2 separate regions of the Mus musculus genome follow, and region 2 is linked to region 1. Evidence: chromatin contacts called from public Hi-C data. All regions are on one chromosome and are shown on one strand. Each heading gives the region's core, a stretch centred on a gene start, on an enhancer-like site or on the middle of the called end of the contact. The rest is flanking DNA. Distances are from core to core; before and after follow the strand shown.

Region 1 (7,946 bases), core at 2,097-4,596:
CATTTCAAGAACTACTACAATGAAAGTTACCATGTTGAGGACATAAATATGGAGATGGTTTATGGAATTCTACCATAATATATGTAGGTGGCTCAGAGAATTCTACCATAACTTACCATTTAGCGAAGAAATGGCAAAATTAATTCCATTCATAATTTCTTAGTAAAATGATTATTTTTCCTCATTTGCTCACTCAAAGATCAGAAGAATAACTAAAAATAATCTCTGATTGCTCTCTTCTCAGTTTTAAATCTGTCTCTGTCTCTCTGTCTCTCTCCCCACCACCATGCCCTCTCTCTCTCTCTCTCTCTCTCTCTCTCTCTCTCTCTCTCTCTCTCTCTCACTGTGTGTGTGTGTGTGTGTGTGTGTGTGTGTGTGTGTGTGTGTGTGTGTTGCATTCCTTGCAAACTGGTCAGGAATCTCAGATTTCTGTCATCAGGAAGACAGACAAGGCAGAAATTTTTCGAACCAACTTCAGCAAAGTAGCATCGGCTAAGTACATGCTAAGTGAAGTGAAGAAGATTTGCTTTACCATACAATTGCATGTGAAAAATTCAGGCTAATATTTTATTCCTTTACAGTATTAAACAGATATAAGAAAAGTTTACAGTTCTAAGGATAAGAATAATGTTTGCTTTTATTGGTTCAATAAAATTATTTTATTAATTAAATTATGTTCTCACAAGCTAACTTGGTAATTCAAGTCTGCATGTATAAATGCCCACACTTTGTACACATATGTGCCTATTTTTCCTCTGCATTATTTCAGTTTTGTTGAAAAAGGCCCACATTTTAAACTTTCTCTTAGAACAATCTAAGAAGATGCTTCTACTGTTCCTCTTTGAAAAGGAACTTTTTCTAATTTAGCTCTTAAATTGATCTGTGAATATCTAAATGACTACCATTGGGAATTATGTGGCAGGGTTAGTCATTTAAATCTTCCCGAGGAAGCTCCTGAACCCTAGGTAAGACTACTTCCCAACCCACAAGTATGTGCCAAGCAAACCTCCAAATGGCCTTCTTTTCCTTGTAACCATATCCTGGCCCACACCTCCAGGAGAAGCCTCCTATTCAACCAGAGGCCAGGCTAGCATCCTGAACCTTAGAGGACCTCTACTCAAATTAGAGCTCCAAATCCTAACTTGGGCAGCAACCTGCTGCAGGATCAAAGAAGTCTAAAAGTCCACCCCAACTTGAGTGCAAAACCTTTACTTAACCACAGGCCACTTGAGTCAGAAGACCAGAGAGGAAACAGAAATGGAGGAAGAAAACGCCCATTCAACAAAGACAAACCCAGAAATCAGCAACCTAAACCCATAATCATTCTAAATGAAAATGCCTAAATGGCAGTGATAAAACACAATCAACAACAGCCAGGGCAATATTTCACCAGCAGAGCCCAGAAATTCCACTACAGCAAGCCCTGAATTGCCCAACACAGATGAAGTGCAAGAAAATGATGTTTATGTAGATGAGAGAGGTTCTTAAGAGTACATTAATAAATACCTTTTAAAATTTGAGGAAAAGACAATAAAATATATGGTAAAAACCAATAAATCCCTTTTAAAATGTCAAGAAAGACAAGGAGGAAAAACAAATAAAACTGTTCAAGACCTAAAAATGGGAATGGAAGCAACAACAACAACAAACAACAACCCACAAATCAAGTAAATCCTGGAAATGAAAATCTACGTAAGTGAACTGGAACTACAGATCCGAGCATAGCCAAAGGTAATGAGAGCTAGAACAGAGAATCTTAAGCATTGAAGATAAGATAGAAGAATTAGATAGTTCAGTCAAAGAAAATATTAAATCTAAAAAATTTCCTGATAGATCTGGGGCACTATGAAAAAAACAAACCTAAGAAAAATAAGGATAGAAGGAGAAGACATTCTGATCAAAGGCCCAGAAAATATTTTTACCAAAATCAAAGAAAAGAAAATGTCCTAACCTAAAAAAGGGGGATAGCTGTAAAGGTACAAGAAGCTTACAAAACACCAAATTAATTGGACCAGAAAAGAAAATCCTCATGTCCCATAATAATTAAAATACTAAATAAGCAGAACAAAAAATATTAAAAGCAGCAAGAGAAAAATGCCAAGAAACATAAAAAGGCAGACACAATGAAAGCTTGATTAGGAAGAAAGTTCATAGCATTAAGTACCTTCAAAAAGAAATTGGAGACTTAAGAGCACAGTTGAAGCCAGGCGGTGGTGGCACACGCCTTTAATCCCAGCACTTCGGAGGCAGAGGCAGGTGGATTTCTGAGTTCGAGGCCAGCCTGGTCTACAGAGTGAGTTCCAGGACAGCCAGGGCTACACAGAGAAACCCTGTCTTGAAAAAAGTCCAAAAACCAAACCAAACCAACCAAACAAACAGAAAAAAAAAAAAAAAAAAAAAAGCACAGATGAAAGCTCTACAACAACAACAAAATAAAAATAGCAAACACACCTAAAAGGTATAGAGAGCAGAAAATAAATTGAGGACTGAAATTAATAAAATAGAAATGAAGAGAATAAAAAGGATCAATAAAACAAAGAGTTGGTTCTTTGAGAAAATCAAGAAGATAGAAAAACTCTCATCCAAACTAACTAAAAGACAGAGAAAGAATATCCAAAATAACAAAATCAAAAATGAAAAACGGAACATAGCAATAGACACTGAGGAAATTCAAAGACTCATTAGATTGTACTTAAAATCCTGTATCCCACAAAACTGGAAAATCTAAAGGAAATGGACAATGTTCTCAAAAGATTCCTCTTAAATCAAAGTCAGATAAACAAAAATAGATGTAACCCCCCAAGGAAACAGATGATATCATTAAAATTCTCCCAACCCAACTAAGCCTAGGGCCCGTCAGTTTTAGTGCAGAATTCTACAAGACTTTCAAAAGGTCTTGATATCAATATTCCTCTGAATCTGCATGAGTCAGTGGGAGTGACCAGGACCAGTCAGATAGATGCCTTGAGTAGCCCTCTTATGTACAAATGATAAAGGGGCTGGGAAAGAAATCAGAGAAACAACACCCTTATGCTTAGATTTTTCAAAACATACTTTAACAAGAGTTCTCAAAAGCTTTGACCCCCTTCTAGTCCACTATCAAAAGGTAGGGGCAAAAAGATGGTAAATTGGACAAGAAAATATGGACCTGTTTAGAAGTAGTTCTTTGGGGTGATTTTAATCTCCATTGTCAGGATACCAGCAGTCCAGTTCAGTAGTGTCAAGATACCGACAGTCCAGTTTACCAAACAAGAATCAGCAGTGTTGGCACCACCCAGCAGAAACAGTCAGGCTTTCACAGAATCTGCATAAGTCAGCCTGAGTGACCAGGACCAGCTGGAATGCCTGTCCATTGAGTCATACTCTTTCAAAACATCATGTGTCCTTTCACATGGCTTGCCTTAGCAAAATATCACATAAGACTGCTTTAGTAAAACGTCACGTGAGACTGCATCACATGACACAACTAGAAAATTTCACTTCAATACCCTTCACAGTAGCCAGAAATTACATAAATTACCATGGAGTCACTCTAACCAAGCAAGTGAAAGACCTATATGATAAAAACTTCAAATCTTTGAAGGAGAAAATTGAAGAAGCTATTGGAAGATGAAAAGAGTTTCTATCCTTAATCTCAAGTTGTACTACAGAGCAATAGTAATAATAAAAAAAAAAGTCATGATATTGGCACAAAAACAGGTTGGTCAACAGAATCTAATTGAAGACCCAAAAAAATCGACACACCTATGGACACCTGAATTTTGATAAAAAGAAAACTAATGGTGCTGGTGTAACTGGATGTTGGTATGTAGAAGAATGAAAATAAATCCATATCTATCATGGTGCATAAAACTCAAATCTATGTGATCAAAGATCTCAACATAAAACCAGAAACACTAAATCTGATAGAAGAGAAAGTGGGGAATAGTTCTGAATGCACTTGCACAGGAGACCAACAGTGCAGCCACTAAAATTAACAATTAATAAATGTGACCTCATCAAATTGAAAGCTTCTTTGGGGCAAAGGACACTGTCAATAGGACAGAACAGCAACCTACAGAATGAGAAAGGATTTGATCAACTTTACATCTGACAGAGGGCTAACATGCAAATATATAAAGAAATCAAGAGACTTCTCCATTGCTGATGGAAGTGCAAACGTGTATAGTCACTTTGGAAAGCAATATAGCAGGTTATCAGAATATTGGGAATTGACCTACCTCAAGACCCAGCTATGCTACTCTTGGGCATATACCCAAAGGATGCTCCATCTTACCATAAGGGCACTTGCTTACCTATGTTCATAGCAACTGTATTTGTATAGTCCAACTATGCTCACAGCATCCATAAACTGCAAAAACCCTACAGGTCCCTCAACTGAAGAATGGATTTTAAAATATTGTGTACTTACAAAATGGAGTATTACTCAGATTTTTTTTTAAATGACATCATGCAATGTGTGGGTAAATGGATAGACCTATGTGGGGCAGTGGGTTGCACACAGACAGCCTGGTCTCTAGTCAAGCAAAGATCTAGAACCCCAGGGAACCCAATGGGTGGTGATTTCCACCTACATGGGACAGAAGGTGTTCAATCATGTCTCCTGGACCCCTGGCTCCTGTGGAAGTTACTGCCCCCCCACAGCCCCTGCAGGAGAGGTGTATGACTGTCAATCATGCAGACAATGTCCCAAACTCCTGGCATTCTGGCTAGACTCCACCCCCACAGTTACCTGACTATAGCCAGGTATGCTCCTCCTCATAGTTACCTGGCAACAGCAAGATAGCCCAGCACACTATAAAAGGAGGCTCTTGGCCCCTCGATCTCTTTTTAAACTCTCACCTTTCTTACTCTCTAGCTCTCCTTCTCTCTCCCCCTTCGCCCCCCTCCACATGGCCATGGCCGGCCTCTCTCCCCTTTCTACCTTCTCTCTTTCCCTCTGCCTTTCTACAATAAAGCTCTAAAACCATAGACTATCTCTGCTCATTGTACCGTGCTTGTATGATGGTATAGGCTTTCCCCTAATGAGCTGGATCTAACCTCCTGCTGGAAGGCCTTCCTGTGCTCCAGCCATGGACCTGACCAAGGACTCTCGCCTGTGTGGGAACCACCCAGCACTCGCCTCTCCCCCTGCTCTCTCCTCCCTTCTGCCCTGGGGATGACCGAGCAGCCCCTGAGGCCCCCATTTGTTCTTAGGTCTTCCTAGGTGTCCAGCGGTGTCTGGGATGCTGGAGATTAAGAACCTAGTACCTTAGACTGCCCCTTGTCCACCACCTGCTGAGCTGGGGTCCAGTGGCTTCCCATAGCCAGACACTCACCCGGGGCCATGTGGAAAGCATGCAGCAATCTTCCACATCCGCCCACCAGAGCACCAGAACTCTGGGTTTTCTTCCACGGCACCCACTGCCCAACAGAACTAGAAAAAATCAGTAACCAGACCCAAAAAAACAAATATTGTATGTATTCACTTTTTTTAAAATTTTTTTATTAGGTATTTTCCTCATTTACATTTCCAATGCTATCCCAAAAGTCCCCCACTCCCTCCCCATCCCACTCCCCTTCCCACCCACTCCCACTTCTTGGCCCTGGCGTTCCCCTGTACTGAGGCATATAAAGTTTGCACGACCAATGGGCCTCTCTTTTCACTGATAGCCGGCTAGGCCATCTTCTGATACATATGCAGCTAGAGACACGAGCTCCAGGGGGTACTGGTTAGTTCAAATTGTTGTTCCACCTATAGGGTTGCAGATCCCTTAAGCTCCTTGGGTACTTTCTCTAGCTCCTCCATTGGGGTCCCTGTGATCCATCCAATAGCTGACTGTGAGCATCCACTTCTGTGTTTGCTAGGCCTGGCATAGTCTCACAAGAGACAGCTATATCAGGGTCCTTTCAGCAAAATCTTGCTAGTGTATGTATTCACTTTTACGTGGACAGTAAAGTATAATCATGCTACAATAAACAGACCCAGAGAGGATAAGTAACAAGGAGTGATACTTCCCTAGAAAGGGAAATAGAACAGATTTTGTCAGTGGATTGGTAAAGGTTAGGCATGGGAAGAATAGGTGGCTATGGGGGAGGGAGGGAGAGAAGATTGGGAGACAGGACTGGAATTGGTGTGTGTGTGTGTGTGTGTGTGTGTGTGTGTGTGTGTGTGTGTGTGTGTGATTCCAGGATGGAGGTAGGAACCTAGTACAACAGAAGCTCCATAGAATCTACCAGGGTGACCCTAGCAAAGGGGCAAAGTAGTACAAGGCCTCAAGTGGAGTGATTCAGACACCAAGCCAGCCACCCCCCCAAAAAAAATTTTGACCTACAATGTGTCATACCTACATAATTGTTATTAGAGACAGCAGAGAAACTTCCTTCATTCAGCACCTTTAGGAGCAGATACAGAGTGCCATAGTCAAAGATTAGGTAGAGCTTGGGGGAGGAAGTACTGGAGAAATCAGAGGGAACAAGGACAACATATGAACATGGCTCACAAAATCAACTGATCAAAACTCAAGTGAAGTCACAAAGCTCAGTGAGCCTGTATGAGTCTGATCTACGTCCTCTCTCTATATTTGATGGTTGTGGGTCTTACAGCTCCGTGCTCTCAGTAGGCATTAGGGTGCCAGGCAAGACTGTCAGCAAGTATGGTGGTGTCTTGCCAAGCATAGTGTTTTGCAAAGGGTAGGGTCTTGCAGAAGGTAAGGAATGGCATAGGATGGGGTAGTTGTTGCCAAAATTCTGGCCAGAGGACATAAATATTCAATTAAATGAAGTCACTGTTAATTCTAAAGATGTACCGTATGTAGTTGTGACTGTAATTAATTGTGAATTCTTAAATTTTCTTACAAGAGTGGATCTTAGTGCTCTTATGGCACACTCAGAACATAAACCTATAATATAAAATGGTAGGCAGGTTAATTGGCTTGGTTGCTGCAATATATTCCTCAAGAAATAGATATATCTAGGCATCATATTATGTTCTTTAAATATTTAAGGTTTTGTATTGTGTGGGGAGAGGCATACCTTAATATAGATGAAATATGGGGAAGACACATGAGCTCAGAAGTCATCGCCTTTCCACCCCTCCTGGGTAGCCTTGGACAAATAACTTAATCTGAGTCTCTATTAATTCATACATAATTAATTAATGGCTAACAAGCCAATAATTTTATAGGGTTTTTGTGTGGAGGTTACAGTAACAAAACAAGATTAATATAAAGTCCTACCAGCAGTGTAAAACACAGGACAGCACCAGCAAATCATCTTTGGCTTTTGTTTTATCTTTGGTTACTTTCTGAGTCCAACTTATCTGAGTACAACTGTGCCTTTGGTATCCCTTTAGAGGAGTGGGGGAAGACAAGAGACTTGAAGAGAGGGAGTGAATGAAATTGACTATGAACAATTCTGTGAGGCCATATTATAATGACCTTATAAATGCATGAAAAATAAATATGAATGAGCAAAGACATGGCCCATAATTATGAGAAGTAGAAAGTGCCAGCTGAGTTAAGATGAGTAGCTCACAGAAGGGGTAATAGCTTCTGTGACTGAATGGAACCTAGTAACTGACATTGTAAAAGGCTGTGTATGAACCATGTAGCATGTGTAAAGGATATGTGTACTATGTAAGAATAATTTATAGATATCTACACCCATTTCTGTGCAGACATACTTCACCTCTAACGGGGTACCATGTCTTTCATGACATTAACAAAACACATGGTGAAATTTAGTCCCCATTTAGAAGTAGTGAGGGATCAAGACAGATGAGGCCCTTATCAAGTGATAAGTCACAACTGCTTTCCCCTAGATGATAGACTAATCCATTCATGTATAAAAAATTAATGAATTGTGGAGGGAGTGGCCCTAGTATGAAAACATCTTTCTCTGGCATATTCATTCTGTTACTATGACATGCCCATACTTCCTCCTGGGTTGCTTGGAACAAAAGGCCT
Region 2 (7,946 bases), core at 2,477-4,976, 360 kb before region 1:
TGATATGGTATATACTTTGTATATGCTGGCTGGATATGGTATACACTTTGTATATGCTGGCTTGATATGGTATACACTTTGTATATGCTGGCTGGATATGGTATACACTTTGTATATGCTGACTGGTATGGTATACACTTTGTATATGCTGGCTGGATATGGTATACACTTTGTATATGCTGGCATACAGTCTGGATATGGTATACACTGTATATGCTGGCATACAGTCTGGATATGGTATACACTTTGATGTTCAAATGTGAGTTTCTCCACTGAAATTTTACTTTCCTCTCTTGTATTCATTGTTATTTTTATATTCCCAGTTTTATTTACCTTTACAATGTAAAAGATCTGTATCTTATTTGTTACTATTATAATGTGTGTGTGTGTGTTTAGGGCAGGGGACAACTTTGTGGAGTCAGTTCTCTTTATCTACTGTGGTTCCTGGGATTAAACTCAGATTGTCAGGCTTCCATTGTATGTGCTTTGCCATGGCAACAGATATGTTCATACAGTTCCTGAGCAGATACTGCTTTAGGGTTTTGTACAAGCCACAAGTATATACAGCTGTGCAAAAGGAACTACATATACCTGCACACAGATATGCTTGCACACCAGACATATACATATACCACACACACAAACATATTCACCTTCCATAGCCCCATATACATATACACATACACACACAAATACACACATACCACATACACATATACTCATATCACACACACACTCATATTCACATACAACACACACAAATGCATACCACACTCACATGTACACATAATACATTCATGAATACAGATACACACATGGTGAACCATTTACACACACACACACACAAACACACACTCCACTTTCATACTCACATACCACACTCACATTTACCATACCACACACAGAGAACTTTGTTTAGCGAGGATCGTTGGAGGAAATTTTACCTTAACCAACTGATGCATGTGAACTGAGCATCTGGTCTGATGGGGAAGAATGCCAAGTCAAGTGCCTTAGTTCTTCCTTCAAATAAGTTTTCTCTGTGAAGTTCTCACCTGATGCTAGCTAATTCACTTCATTGTGATTTTTGATAGTCTAAACTTCTCTAACCTCACTTAGCTGTCTATAAATGAACTGATAACAGATGTCCATATTTGACCCTCAGTGAGACCTGGTAACATCATTTCATCCCATTTACTATGAGAACTGCATGTTTTCCCTTTAGGCCTTACCTAAAAAATTCAGGTTATTTTTTCCTTTATGGAACAGAAACAAAAGTCTACTGAAGCACAATAAACAACATAAGTCTGAGAACATCTTCACTTATGCATCAGAGCCTTGCAACGCAAGCTCAGGATGGATGAGGGTCAGGGTACCGGAAGTCCTGTCAAATTCTGATCTGCTACCTGCTTTTTGGGGAGTCTGGTGTGTGTGTGTGTGTGTGTGTGTGTGTGTGTGTGTGTGTGTGTGTGTGTGTGTTTCTATCTCTGAAGATGGGGCACTGAAATCCATCATTTCTTTTTAAAATGAAGTAAGGCCTGGCTGTGTCTATGGGGAGGTGAATATAGTATGAAGGTCAGAAAAATCTCCCAAGCAAAAGCTGTGCCCCAGAAGCAGATTTCACAGAGATAGGCTGGAGATGAGAAGTAGTGATTTAAGACCAGTCATGCAGAGTTACACAGAGTATGATGGCTTCAGACTATGACTTACAGGTCTTTGAAAGAGTGGCTTGTAGTAGGATCAGGGCCCTGTGAGACCCTCAGTGTTAAGCAATTGGAGGCCACAGAGGTCTTTGTCATAAAAGGAGAGTTTGGGCTTGGTGAAGTGGTAAGTTCTGTGGAGTAGGTTTAGGGAACTAACTGGTTTACCCAAGGCAGTGTTTAAGAAGACTACTAACATTACTCTATAAAGTATTTTGGGCAAATTTTGTTTTGTTCCTCACAAGCCAGCAATGAATCATTTGTATCATTGGACAATTCCCATAAATAAGCAAGTTCAAACATACAGATAAAAGCTTGTAAGGGATAAAGGGAGGAACACTACTAGTTCAAGGTCAGAGCTGTGTTCTTTCTTCATCCCAGGCTGCCTATTAAGTTCTAACAGGTAAAGCCCTGAACCATTCAGGCAGCTATATGATGGGAAGAACTAGAAAATTTACAATGTCATTCAAAGGAACCTCTGACTTGGCTTGAGCAAGAAGTTTGAAATGGAGATGAGAATTAAGGAGAAGATGTGGCTCCATGATGCTGCTAAGGTGGTATTTTGGGAAGGTTGGCTACTGATGCAGGCAGAGAAATATGTTAGTGAAACTCTAATACAATGAGAATTATAGCCAAATGTCTCTTGCTGAATCATCACTGTTCAGTGAGGGACAAGCCATGGCAGGGACAATCACACTAATGTCCTTTCTTTTGATGTCACTTCGAGAATATGGGCCTGTTGTTCACTCACTGATGGACACTCTGCAACCTCTGCCTAAAAATCAGTGCCCGTTGCCACTGGCTATGTACCAAGATCAGTCCTTGCTTGGAACTGTGTAATACTTGATCCTTTGTGGGTTTGTTTATGATAAACTTTCACCTTTTCTCCTCATGGACATTCTGATGGATTCCCTTTGCCATGATCAAATTGCCAGCATCCATGTTGGACCGTGAAAAGCAATCTGTATTCTGGTCAAGCAAGGCTTACTCGGGAGACCCAGTAGAAAAATCTATAAGGTACCAAACCTTAATCTATGCTCCCAGACACAAGTGTCATCAACTCCCCAACTCCATAATCCTGTGATTATCAGTCACTTAGACAATGTACCAAGATCCTAGTATTCTGCCTACAGCCAGGTAAGCTCCTCCCCTCAGTTACCTGGCAACAGCAAGGTAGCCCAGCCCACCATAAAAGGGGCTGCTTGGCTCCTCCTCTCTCTCTTAAATTCTTGCTCTCTCCTTAACCTCTCACTCTCCTACTCCCCTTCCTTTCTCCCCTCTCTTCACGTGGCCATGGCTGTCCTCTAACTTCCTTCCTTCCTTTCTAACTTCCTTCCTTCCTTCCTTCCTTCCTTCCTTCCTTCCTTCCTTCCTTCCTCGCTCTCTCCCTTTCTCCCTCCCCCTCCCCCTCCCCCTGCCTTTCTACAATAAATGCCTTCAGACCATGGACTGTCTCTGCTCATCGAAATCCACCATGTTAGATCAATGGAGCAGGTCTCCCTCTAACAAGCTGTGCATCTAACCTCCTACCGGGAGGCCTCCCTACACTCCAGTCACGATTACCAGCCAACCCAAGCCACCCACAGAACTAGCAGCCTGAGCTAGCCAGGGTCTCTTGTCCCTGAGGTAACTAATCTGCTAGAGCTCTCCCGCTACCTTCCTCTTCGGCTCCAGGGCCCGAGTCTGTCTGAGGGCCTGTTCTCAACTGTTCCACAACAAACAGTGGTCTGGGACGTCTGAGAGTGAGAACCGGTCACCCCCCCGCCCCCCAGAGCGGGGTTGTGTAGCCTGTGAGGCCTGGCACCCTTCCTGCATGCTTCCACGGGGTCCCGCAGCAGTCTATCCGAGCTCTGGTGGGAGATGGGTTTCCCACCCCTTTGTTTTCCCATGTCCAGCACCCGACATTCATACTCTGGTGCTTTGGAACTATAATTGAGTAAAATATGAGCTTCCTGTATACACACTGAAATATTGCAGCAGTCACCAGACAACCAAGACATTTATTGAGTGGCTAACTTTATACAGCATGAACACACTGGATAATAGGATGAATCATGTCTGAATGAGTGAAGGACCTAGACCACAAGAGATTTCATCATCTACTCAGAAAGACACAATTTTTTGCCTTTATCTATAAAAGTGTACTTACACTTATGCAGGTGTACTGTGTGGGTACAGGTGTGTGTGTGTGTGTGTGTGTGTGTGTGTGTGTGTGTGTGTGTGTGTGTGTGTGTGTTTGGAGGCCAAAGAACATCTTGGGTATACAGGATCAGCCTGGAATTCACCAACCTGGCTAGGCTGGCTGGCTAGGGAATCCAAGCTTTGGGATTATATGAGCATACCAGTATCTTAGATGATTTTAAAGTGTAGGTTCAAGGGACAAAGCTCAGGTCTTTGAACTTTCAAGGCAAGCACTAAACTTTTGGCTGGCCCTGTTTTTGGAAGTTTCCATTTAAAAATTTAAGATATGATTGATTGTTGGTAACTGGACCTCCAGAAAGCAGATAGAACTGCTGTCCCAATACCCCCTGTCCCATCTGGCTTTCTCCCCCACCCTGTGTGCAGGTTGACTTTCTTATCTTTTCTCTCTTGGCTCTACCATGAATACAGGAATGAATGAAGAGACACTAAGGGCTGCCATGCTCTCTACAGCCTCCCAGGCCATGGGCTTCTGTTGGTCTCATAGCTCTGATGCAGAGCCTACTCCATATGCCAAATAGCTCAGTGGTATCTGAGAACTTGTTAATTCTGAGATTCACAAGGGAATATCAGGCTCCATCATTTTGATCCAAATTTGAAGCAAGGTTAATTAAATACTGACCAGCATTATCTTTGGTCAGGACCACTCTCTGGAATTTCCAGCTGAATAGCAACAAGACATGTTGTAGGGGCTACTTAAGGATAAATGAATTGAGCCACTGTATTTGCCCACATGGCTTTGTTCTTTTCCAAGGACTGCATCTCCCAGTATTCCAAGAAGTTACCTGGTCCTTGGACAGGTGGGGCTTACAGGTTAACTTTTGGGTCTTACACAGTGATTTCCTACACACTCTGTAGAGACTTTCTCTTGTACTTGTATAGGTGCAGATGGCTCGAGAGCCCTTTATATTACTCTTGTACATGACTGTGGCTGGGGGAAAGTGTCTTCAAACTTCTTAATGCAAAGTTAAGTGAATGGCTTGGTTCTTGTTTTAGAATTCCTCAAACTTAGAAATGGATGAAAGAGAAATGAATGATGGTTCAAACAGCAAAAAACAAAATTATATTCGAGGCTTCTGTCCTCTCTGGTCAAATAGTAAGTGGTTCAAATGTTATCATTCAAGGGAGTGAGGAAGCAATAATATAAAAATAAACATATTTCTCTGACATCCCTTGTTCCTGTTGTTAGTGTGTTTGAAAGGGTTTGCTCCTTGTGGTCCCTTTGGCAGGGTCTGGCAAGCTCAGCGCAGCAGGGCGTCCTGAGAAGCATGAAAAGCATTAGACACATGGGTGAAATTGGTGCATTCCCAGCTGCCCTGTGAGGAAGAAAAGCCGAGAAGAGGAAGACTCTGTGTATTCCCAGAAGTTGAAAATTCAAATCCAAAGCACTTCAGGTGGCTGTGGTGGTAGTGGTGCCTGTCTCCTCTTGTCCCCTTCCTTATCATTCTTTCCTTTTCTAAGTGAAACATTAATATACTATCCAAAAAAAGATCATTTATTTTTAATTGAGGATTTTTAAAGATGCCAACTCTGCAGTGCAGTGCTTATCCAGGCACTGGGCATCACTAGTTTAGTTTGTGGGGAACAAGAACAAGACTCCAGTCCTACAAATAGCAAGGAGCCTAGGAGTGGCTTTGTTTTTACTTTGCTTTCTCTCAGTGACATGTCAAGGAAGTGACTCCTAGGGCTGTTTGTCTCTTTGGGACTTTGAGCTCAGCCTTTCTTACACAGTGGGCCTACCAGAGGGCTCCAGTAGCAATGTAACACGTGTCTGCTGTGATGAAGGATTATCCTGCCTTCACCTACAGAATAGAATTCCACTATCAATGTTTCTCAAGAAGCTGCCCCTGTTCTTAATAGCTGAGTAGTATTCCATTGTGTAAATGAGCCACATTTTCTGTATCTGTTCTTCTGTTGTGGGATATCTGGGTTGTTTCAAGCTTCTGGCTATCACAAACAAGACCACTATGAACACAATAGTACACGTGCCCCTGTGGCATGGTGGGGCATCTTTTGGGTATATTCCCAACATCAGTACAGCTGGGTCTTCAGGTAGATCTATTTCTAATTTTCTGAGGAACCTCTAGACTGATTTCCAGAGTGGTTGTACCAGTTTGCAGTCCCACCAGCAATGGAGGAGTGTTCCTCTTTCTCCACATCCTCCCCAACAAGTGTTTTACCTAAGGTTTTGATCTTAGCCATTCTGCTTGGTGTAAGGTGGAATAGAAATCCCAGATGGCAGTACTGATTAGAGAAATGGTGGAAATTTTAGGAAGTGTGCCTCTTTGGAGTACGTCACTGGAGACATTCCTTTGGGTCTGCCTATCACTTCCTGTTTAGAGACCCTAAGGGGTTTTCCAGTCCCATACCCTTCTTACAGATTCTCCTTCCTACCTGGAGTCAAGGCTAGGCCAAGTTCCATTCTCCACCCACAGGAATATTCTTGAGTAAAAGTTTTCAGAACGTACTGACTGATAGTTACTTGACCCTCTGGAAAGTCCTAGGTAGAGTTCAAATGCATGCCAGGCTTGCTAGCCAATAGATTTAAAAGTGAATATGCTTACCCAATAAGTTTGAACTGTAACATTGATAATGTAACCTGTGCTTCTAAAAAGTATAAAAAGTCCTTTTAATAGTCATTGGGGGTGAGGGTTCGCCTTCTAGTCATTTGCCTTGAGGGATTGAAGGTCAACCCCAACATGCCGGAAAATAAACCTCTTGCTTTTCTGCATTGATCTGTGTCTCGGTGTCTCACTCAGGGGTGGGGTGGGAGGGCATCTTGAAGTAAGTACCACTGATCGAGGGTCAGGGTATTACATTTGGGGGCTTCTTCAGGGATTTGAGGAGATCCCCCAAGCAACCACAGACTCAACTAATCGGAGGGGAACAAATTGAACTCAACAACAGGTGCCAACTTGTGTTTGTCAGTGTTTGTCGTTCTGTCTTTTGCTTTCACTTTTGGCTCTTGAGCATGATGTCAGCTGGAAAGCCTCCGGTCTGGTGCAGTCAATTGTGGACTTCAGACATGTCTTAATGCCGTGACTGTGGGGAGTGTAGATGATGCTTCAGGCCCCCTGAGGTAGTTGAGAGGATTCTGCTCTTTTTGGAAACAGCGAGACACAATATCAGCAGGAACCAAGTCTTGCTATAACCTGGCTTCTGAGCCCTTGGAGGGGTGAACTGTGTGTTGATTTTCTTTCTCTGTGTTCTTGGACTTGGACTGTTTGTGCCCATGGCAGGGGTGAATAGTCTGTGTGTTGATTGTCTTTCTCTGTGTTTGTAGGTGTTGGTTATCTCATTCTATGTTCTTGTACTTGGACTGATAACATTTTTGGACATTGGACAGACTGTATCTACCCCGTTAAACATCCTAGTTAAACACTGGAGGAGAAAACTTGTCAGTAGTAGTAAAGAAGGGAAAGTTAATTACTTCTCTGAGTGGCCCACCTTCAGAGTAGGGTGGTCACCTGTAAGGACCATCTACCTGCGGGTGATCAAAGCAGTAGAAGAGAGAGTCTTTATGCCAGAATCCCTCAGGCACTCAGACCAAGTGCCATATATAGTTACCTGGAAGACTCTAGTGGAGGACCACCCACCCCATCCCACCCATGGATAAAAGCATTTTTTTCCCCAAGACCCACCTCACTTGTTCTTGCTGTCAGGAAAAAGGAAACACAGAAGTAGGGATTTGGACCTAAGAAGAAGTCAATCCTTGAAGACCCTTCAACAGTGGACTTGTTACTCTAAGACCCTCCTCCTCCATATACCCCTACCCTTGACCTCATCAACTCACCAGTGCCAGCACCAGTTCCAAGATCCTCAGTGCATACAGGACCAAGGCCATTTAACCCCCTCCCACTTTTACTGGAGGGAGGAGGAGAGAAGATCCCCAACTTCCCAGTTCTGCCATGGGGACCCAAAGTCTGAGAGCAACCTCCCCGTATCACGGTGTATCTCCAACTGAGGGCATATGGGTGTCTAGATGATAAAGGAATAAGGCTATGCAATATTGTCCCTTCTCTTCAGCTGACATGTACTGCTGGAAGACTC

What was found. Hi-C and Micro-C count contacts between places; a contact is called where the count stands out from the background.
Region 2: a contact with region 1 is called in a Hi-C map of muscle stem cells, with 1.7 times the contacts expected there. The contact joins two enhancer-like sites. A contact is called at or near these places in 3 of 484 Hi-C or Micro-C datasets (adipose-derived mesenchymal stem cells, cortical neurons and muscle stem cells).

What each region holds. Positions count from the first base shown.
Region 1 is chr16:14,822,646-14,830,591 of GRCm38.p6, reverse strand. No RefSeq gene overlaps it. Among named protein-coding and RNA genes, the nearest start is that of Gm25547, 19 kb to the right of the region's middle. Within about 2 kb of position 3,346, at least 21 of the 459 cell types and tissues checked have an H3K27ac peak or open chromatin away from gene starts, as enhancers often do. A contact at or near this core is called in muscle stem cells, where this site is marked.
Region 2 is chr16:15,181,726-15,189,671 of GRCm38.p6, reverse strand. No RefSeq gene overlaps it. Among named protein-coding and RNA genes, the nearest start is that of Gm41423, 71 kb to the right of the region's middle. Within about 2 kb of position 3,726, at least 17 of the 459 cell types and tissues checked have an H3K27ac peak or open chromatin away from gene starts, as enhancers often do. A contact at or near this core is called in muscle stem cells, where this site is marked.